Regions from separate parts of the Mus musculus genome. Here region 2 is linked to region 1. The links are chromatin contacts, called in public promoter capture Hi-C maps. All regions are on one chromosome and are shown on one strand. The core of a region is the stretch at or near the end of the contact, and the rest is flanking DNA. Distances in the headings are between cores, read along the strand shown.

What was found. Promoter capture Hi-C pulls out the DNA fragments that hold promoters and counts their contacts.
Region 2: a contact with region 1 is called in a promoter capture Hi-C map of pre-B cells. The contact joins the promoter of Ffar3 here to the promoter of Upk1a in region 1. A contact is called at or near these places in 16 of 39 promoter capture datasets (the 3T3-L1 cell line, the C10 cell line, the HPC-7 cell line and 12 more), 7 of 484 Hi-C or Micro-C datasets (the Ba/F3 cell line, bone marrow-derived macrophages, brown adipocytes and 4 more), 11 of 115 datasets of contacts at active chromatin or transcription factors (bone marrow-derived macrophages, cardiomyocytes, craniofacial prominence and 6 more) and 4 of 9 other capture datasets (adipose tissue, liver, macrophages and 1 more).

What each region holds. Positions count from the first base shown.
Region 1 is chr7:30,611,433-30,614,132 of GRCm38.p6, reverse strand. Upk1a (uroplakin 1A) reads left to right here and starts at 1,399. Exons shown (of 8, transcript NM_026815.2): 1 at 1,399-1,419; 2 at 1,659-1,746. The coding sequence starts at 1,666.
Region 2 is chr7:30,854,927-30,857,626 of GRCm38.p6, reverse strand. It overlaps Ffar3 (free fatty acid receptor 3), which reads left to right and starts at 1,449. Exons shown (of 2, transcript NM_001033316.2): 1 at 1,449-1,498; 2 at 1,723-2,700. The coding sequence starts at 1,734. The coding sequence ends at 2,693.

The DNA of each region.
Region 1 (2,700 bases), core at 150-2,649:
TACATTGGAAAACACCTCATGTGCTTTCTTACCAAGAATGCCTGGTGTTTTGTTTTAAGGGCTGGGTCTCATTGGGTAGCTATGACTGACTTGGAATTCCCCATGAATGCCAGGATGGCTTCGAACTCTCTCTGCCGGGATTAATGGCATACACCAAGGCAGGGAAACTGAACATGACCCTGAGGTCAAGATGCTCCTGTCCTAATCTCACGCGCTCAGCTAACCCATTGTCTTGGCAGGGGAATTTTAAGTGCCTTTTTTTTTTTTTGCCGCCTTCTGCAATAGATAGGAAAGCCACCACTGGGAAAGAGAATTTAACAAAACCCCTGGAGAATTTCTGGGGCCGGGCTCTTGCTTTAAGCGACCACCAGAGGGCGCTGTCCGAGAGACCTCGGGCTCTACCCATTCACCACACCTCTGAAGCTTTTCCTGACCTGGACGGTGCAGATGTGCGCTTAGTTACGCTGCTAGAGGAGACAGCAGGAATTAAGCCTAGATATGCTTGCTTTTGTTGTTGTTGTTGTTGTTGTTGTTGTTGTTGTTTCTCCTTCCCACTACCTCACCCCACCTCTCTGCCTATATAGCTCAGGATGGTCTCGAACCCATAATCCTCCTTGCCTACGCCTCCCCACTACCGGGATTACAATTACAGGCGTGCACTTCTGTATCTGACTTGAATTTAGATCCCTTCTATTCTTCAGCCTGAAGAGTGTGTGTGTGTGTGTGTATGTCCACGCGGCCGTCCCGGGTGGGAGGAGGAGTTCCTCTCCCACCACATCCATACCACATGTCCCCTTCCTTTTCTAGCATACTCCTTCCTCCTTTTTCATATATACATACCTATCTCAAACCCCTCACCATTCTCTTCTGCCACTGTAGCCATAACCAAGCACCTCTGAGCGTGCCTTGCACCTTGCCCTCAATTCCCTCCCACAGCCCTGCCTTGAGCCCACCCCATTATCCTCTGCTGTGTGGGTGTGGGTGTGTGGGTGGGGTCTCTCTCTGGTCCTCCCTCTGCCTCCAAAGCTACAGAAGGCAGTTTTCTAATGTGGGATTCCCACGAGGATCTGTCATGGATCTGACCCCTGCTCTCGGGAAAGCCTACCGTGCACCTAAGGAAAGGACAGATCAAGTGGCTAACTTTTCCCATCCCCACCCCCACCCCTCTGGCATGGCTGCAGCCTGGGAATTAGAGCCTCTGGGTACATAGATCACCTTGCCCCAGTGGCCAGTCAGGAGCACAATCCTGAATTTCAGGTCTGTAAATCACTTGAGTGTCAAGGAGCTCATAAAAATCTATCATGGTCAGTCTGCTGAACTCCTGCCCCCTCCTCCTCTGAGACTGGCTCAAGGAGGGGTTTGGGCATATATAGGGAGCTGCTGTAGCTGGGGCTGACCAGAGAGGCTTCTGTAGAGAAGGTGAGGAGGTGTTCTGGGGGTTGACAGGGCAAGGGGCTGGGGAGGGCAACAGCTGCCCTGCAGTTAGAGGCTGCTCGGCTTTTCTTCTTCTGTAGAAGGCTCACTGCTAAGCTGTTGGACTCTGGGCATATGGACACCAGCCTGGGCTCTGCAGCTCATGAGCATCTCCTGGTAGATGGGGTCTGAAGTAGACCCTGCCTCCTGCCCTCCTAACTTCTGCCCTGCTTCTGTGTCCCCAGCAGGAAGATGGCTTCTGCAGCGACAGAGGGAGAGAAGGGGTCTCCTGTGGTGGTGGGGCTGCTGGTCGTGGGCAACATCATTATTTTGGTGAGACGCGGAATAATGGGAGCGGGAAAGTGTGGTGGGGAGGTGGCAGCTGAGATCCCAGGTCTATGAGCTGCAGGCTCTAGTCCCAGATCCTAAAGGGGATCCCAGCTACCTGTTCTTACAGAGGGAGCAACCTGTTCTCTGGGAATCCTTCTTGTGGATCATGTAGATTCATCCACAACTCAGGGGAAACGCTTGAGAGACAAGAGTGGTAAACACACACACACACACACACACACACACACACAGCCGTAATCGCAGCTTTTGGAAGGCTGAGGCCAGAGAATAATGGCTGTGAGTCTGAAGCCAATCTAAACTATAGTGTGTGAAGTTCTGTTTAGAGAGAGGAAGGGGGAGGGGGAGGGGGAGGGGGAGGGGGAGGAGAGGAGAGGAGAGGAGAGGAGAGGAGAGGAGAGGAGAGGAGAGGAGAGGAGAGAAGAGAAGAGAAGAGAAGAGAAGAGAAGAGAAGAGAAGAGAAGAGAAGAGAAGAGAAGAGAAGAGAAGAGAAGGGAAAAGAGAAGAGAAAGTTGAGAATTAGTGTCAAGAGAATCTGTCAAGTATCAAGTACTGGAACTCACTCTGTAGACCAGGTTGGCCTCGAACTCAGAGATCCTCCTGCCTCTGCCTCTGCCCGCTGGGTTCTAGGATTAAAGGTGTGCGCCCCCACTGTCCAGCTGATGTTGTGATGTTGGTTTTTAAAAGAGGAAAACTATGTGATGCTTGGGTGTTGCCCTGAGCCAGGCAGGCTTGGGTTCATATCCCAGCTCTGCTAGTTATGGGACTGGAGGCCATCAGTATCACCTCTGTGATCCCTGGCTTTCTCATCAGCAAGACAGACAGACAGACAGAGAGAGAGAGAGAGAGAGAGAGAGAGAGAGAGAGAAGAGAGGAACAGGGATGCTTTGCACACACCTGTGGCACTGAGGAGGTGAGGCAGGAGGACTGCCACACCAC
Region 2 (2,700 bases), core at 200-2,699, 240 kb before region 1:
GAGACAGAGCCTGCTATGCCTAGCTTGCTTCACTTAGCACACATTTTAGGGTTCATCCATGTGGTGTGCTTGGGTAGTTCACCCCTGATTATGCCATTATCCCGATGCATCTGTCTGTTGAGGGGTCATTTCCGCCTGTGAGCCAAGGTCACTAGGTCTGGGATGAGGATGACGCATGAGCCAGTGTTTGAGAATGTGCGCGTGTTCAAGCCTCTTCAATAAATATTCATAGCAGAATTATTGGTATTGTGTAAATGTATGTTCAACTTTTTAGTTGAACCGAATTGATTTCCAAAGTGCTATCCCATGGTGCGTTCCCCTCAGCCATCAACAAACACTGCGCTGTCCCTCCATCTTTGCCGGAACTTGGTTCCGACTAGTGTTCTGCTGACAGCCATTCTGGTGTGCGCTTGTTGGTTTGGTGCTCTGTTCCATAAGTATGTGAGCAAATGGGTATGCTATCTTTGAAGATAAACAGAGCCAGATGCAAAACATGTTCCCCCACCCTACCCCACCGAAGGGATGCCTAAGAAGGAAGGGGACCTGGAGAGCCACCTCCCTGTCATGAGCGAAAGGATGGTAGACATAAAACAGTGGTACCCTGAGGGCCTGTTGTGGATTATGCCCCCATTGAAAGATAACTGCTGTCACTATTATCTGCACCAGCACCAGCACCTTCACCACCATCATCCCAGATCTTTTCCTGCACCACAAGGACCCCTGCAGGAAGAGAGGCAGACTCTACTTTATATACTTAGCATGCTTCGTTTTATTTGGGACAGGGTTTCATTTAGCCCAGGTTAGCCTCAAACTGTGTGTAGCTAGGAGTTGATGGTGACCCTGAACTCCTGATCTTCCTCCCTAACGTCTGGGTTACAGGTATGCACCACCACACACACCTGCTCTCTGTGCTGGGGCTGGAACTCAGGGCTTCAGGCAGGATCGGCAAGTGCTCTACCAACTGAGCCCAGTCTAAGTGCTCTTTCCACCGAGCTATATCCCAGGCCAACGTGCATGCTTTAATCTATGAAATTAAATTAGTACCTCTGTTTTATAGAGCGGGAGACACAGGGTTGAGCTCATTCCTTCCCAGATCACAGAGTTAGCAGGAAACAGAGCTGACTGCAAATCCCAGCCCTCCATTTGTGCCTCCTACTTCCCACTCTGATGAGCACTAGATATGCATCGTTCTAAAGAGGCACATGAGAGATCTAAGAGAAGGAGATAAAGGCAAAGCAGGATGGAGGTAGGTCCTCTCTGCTACTGACCATCTGCGCAGAGATGCACACATCCTTGGAATTTGTCCTTTCTTTTTGCATATGGACACAGCCCTGATAGCTAGCTCAAAGCATCTTTTGTGCAGTTCTGCAGCGAGTGGAGTGACGTCATAGGCACCATCAAGTCTTTATCATTTCTGCTGGACAGCTAGCTTACTAGCCTGGTGCTGCAGGAGCCAGCCGGGTGCTGGGCAGCAGAGTGCCAGTTGTCCAATACTCTGGTGAGTGTGGGGCTGAGGGTTACACACAGAGGTGGCACCTTGGTGATGTCGACACTGGGTGAGGGACAGGAAACCAGGGAGGTAGGCAGGACCACCTGCAGGGGAGAGCATGTGGAGCTATGGTGGTGGGGTGTAGGCAGTGTAGACAGCAATCTTGCCTGATGGGTAAGAGTCTCCCAGTGAGGGAACCCCAACTCTCAACACATTCCTCTCTGTCTCATTAGCATCTGTGACCATGGGGACAAGCTTCTTTCTTGGCAATTACTGGCTTTTCTTTTCCGTCTACCTGTTGGTGTTCCTCGTGGGACTCCCCCTCAACGTGATGGCCCTGGTGGTCTTCGTGGGCAAGCTGCGCCGACGCCCAGTGGCTGTGGACTTACTTTTGCTAAACCTGACCATTTCGGACCTGCTCCTGCTCCTCTTCCTGCCGTTTCGCATGGTGGAGGCAGCATGTGGCATGAGATGGCTTCTGCCCTTCATCTTCTGCCCCCTTTCTGGGTTCCTTTTCTTCACCACTATTTACCTCACCTCCCTCTTCCTGACGGCGGTGAGCATCGAACGTTTTCTGAGCGTGGCCTATCCACTGTGGTACAAAACCCGGCCCCGGCTGGCCCAGGCTGGTCTGGTCAGTGTAGTCTGTTGGTTCCTGGCATCGGCTCACTGTAGTGTGGTTTACATCACTGAATACTGGGGAAATGCAACCTACAGCCAGGGGACCAATGGAACCTGCTACCTGGAATTCCGGGAGGACCAGCTGGCCATCCTCCTGCCTGTACGACTAGAGATGGCTGTGGTCCTTTTCATGGTGCCCCTGTGTATCACGAGTTACTGCTACAGTCGCCTGGTGTGGATACTGAGCCGGGGGGCCAGCCGGCGCCGGCGCAAGAGGATAATGGGGCTTCTTGCAGCCACACTGCTCATCTTCTTCGTCTGCTTCGGCCCCTATAATATGTCCCATGTGGTGGGCTATGTCAGCCGTGAGAGTCCGTCCTGGCGGAGCTACGTGCTCCTCCTCAGCACCCTCAACTCTTGTATCGACCCCCTGGTTTTCTACTTTTCTTCCTCCAAGTTCCAAGCCGACTTTCATCAACTCCTGGGGAGGCTGCTCAGAACTTGTGTGCCTTGGACTCAGCAAGTCAGCCTGGAACTGAAGGTAAAGAATGGAGAAGAGCCATCCAAGGAGTGTCCGAGCTAGAGAAAAG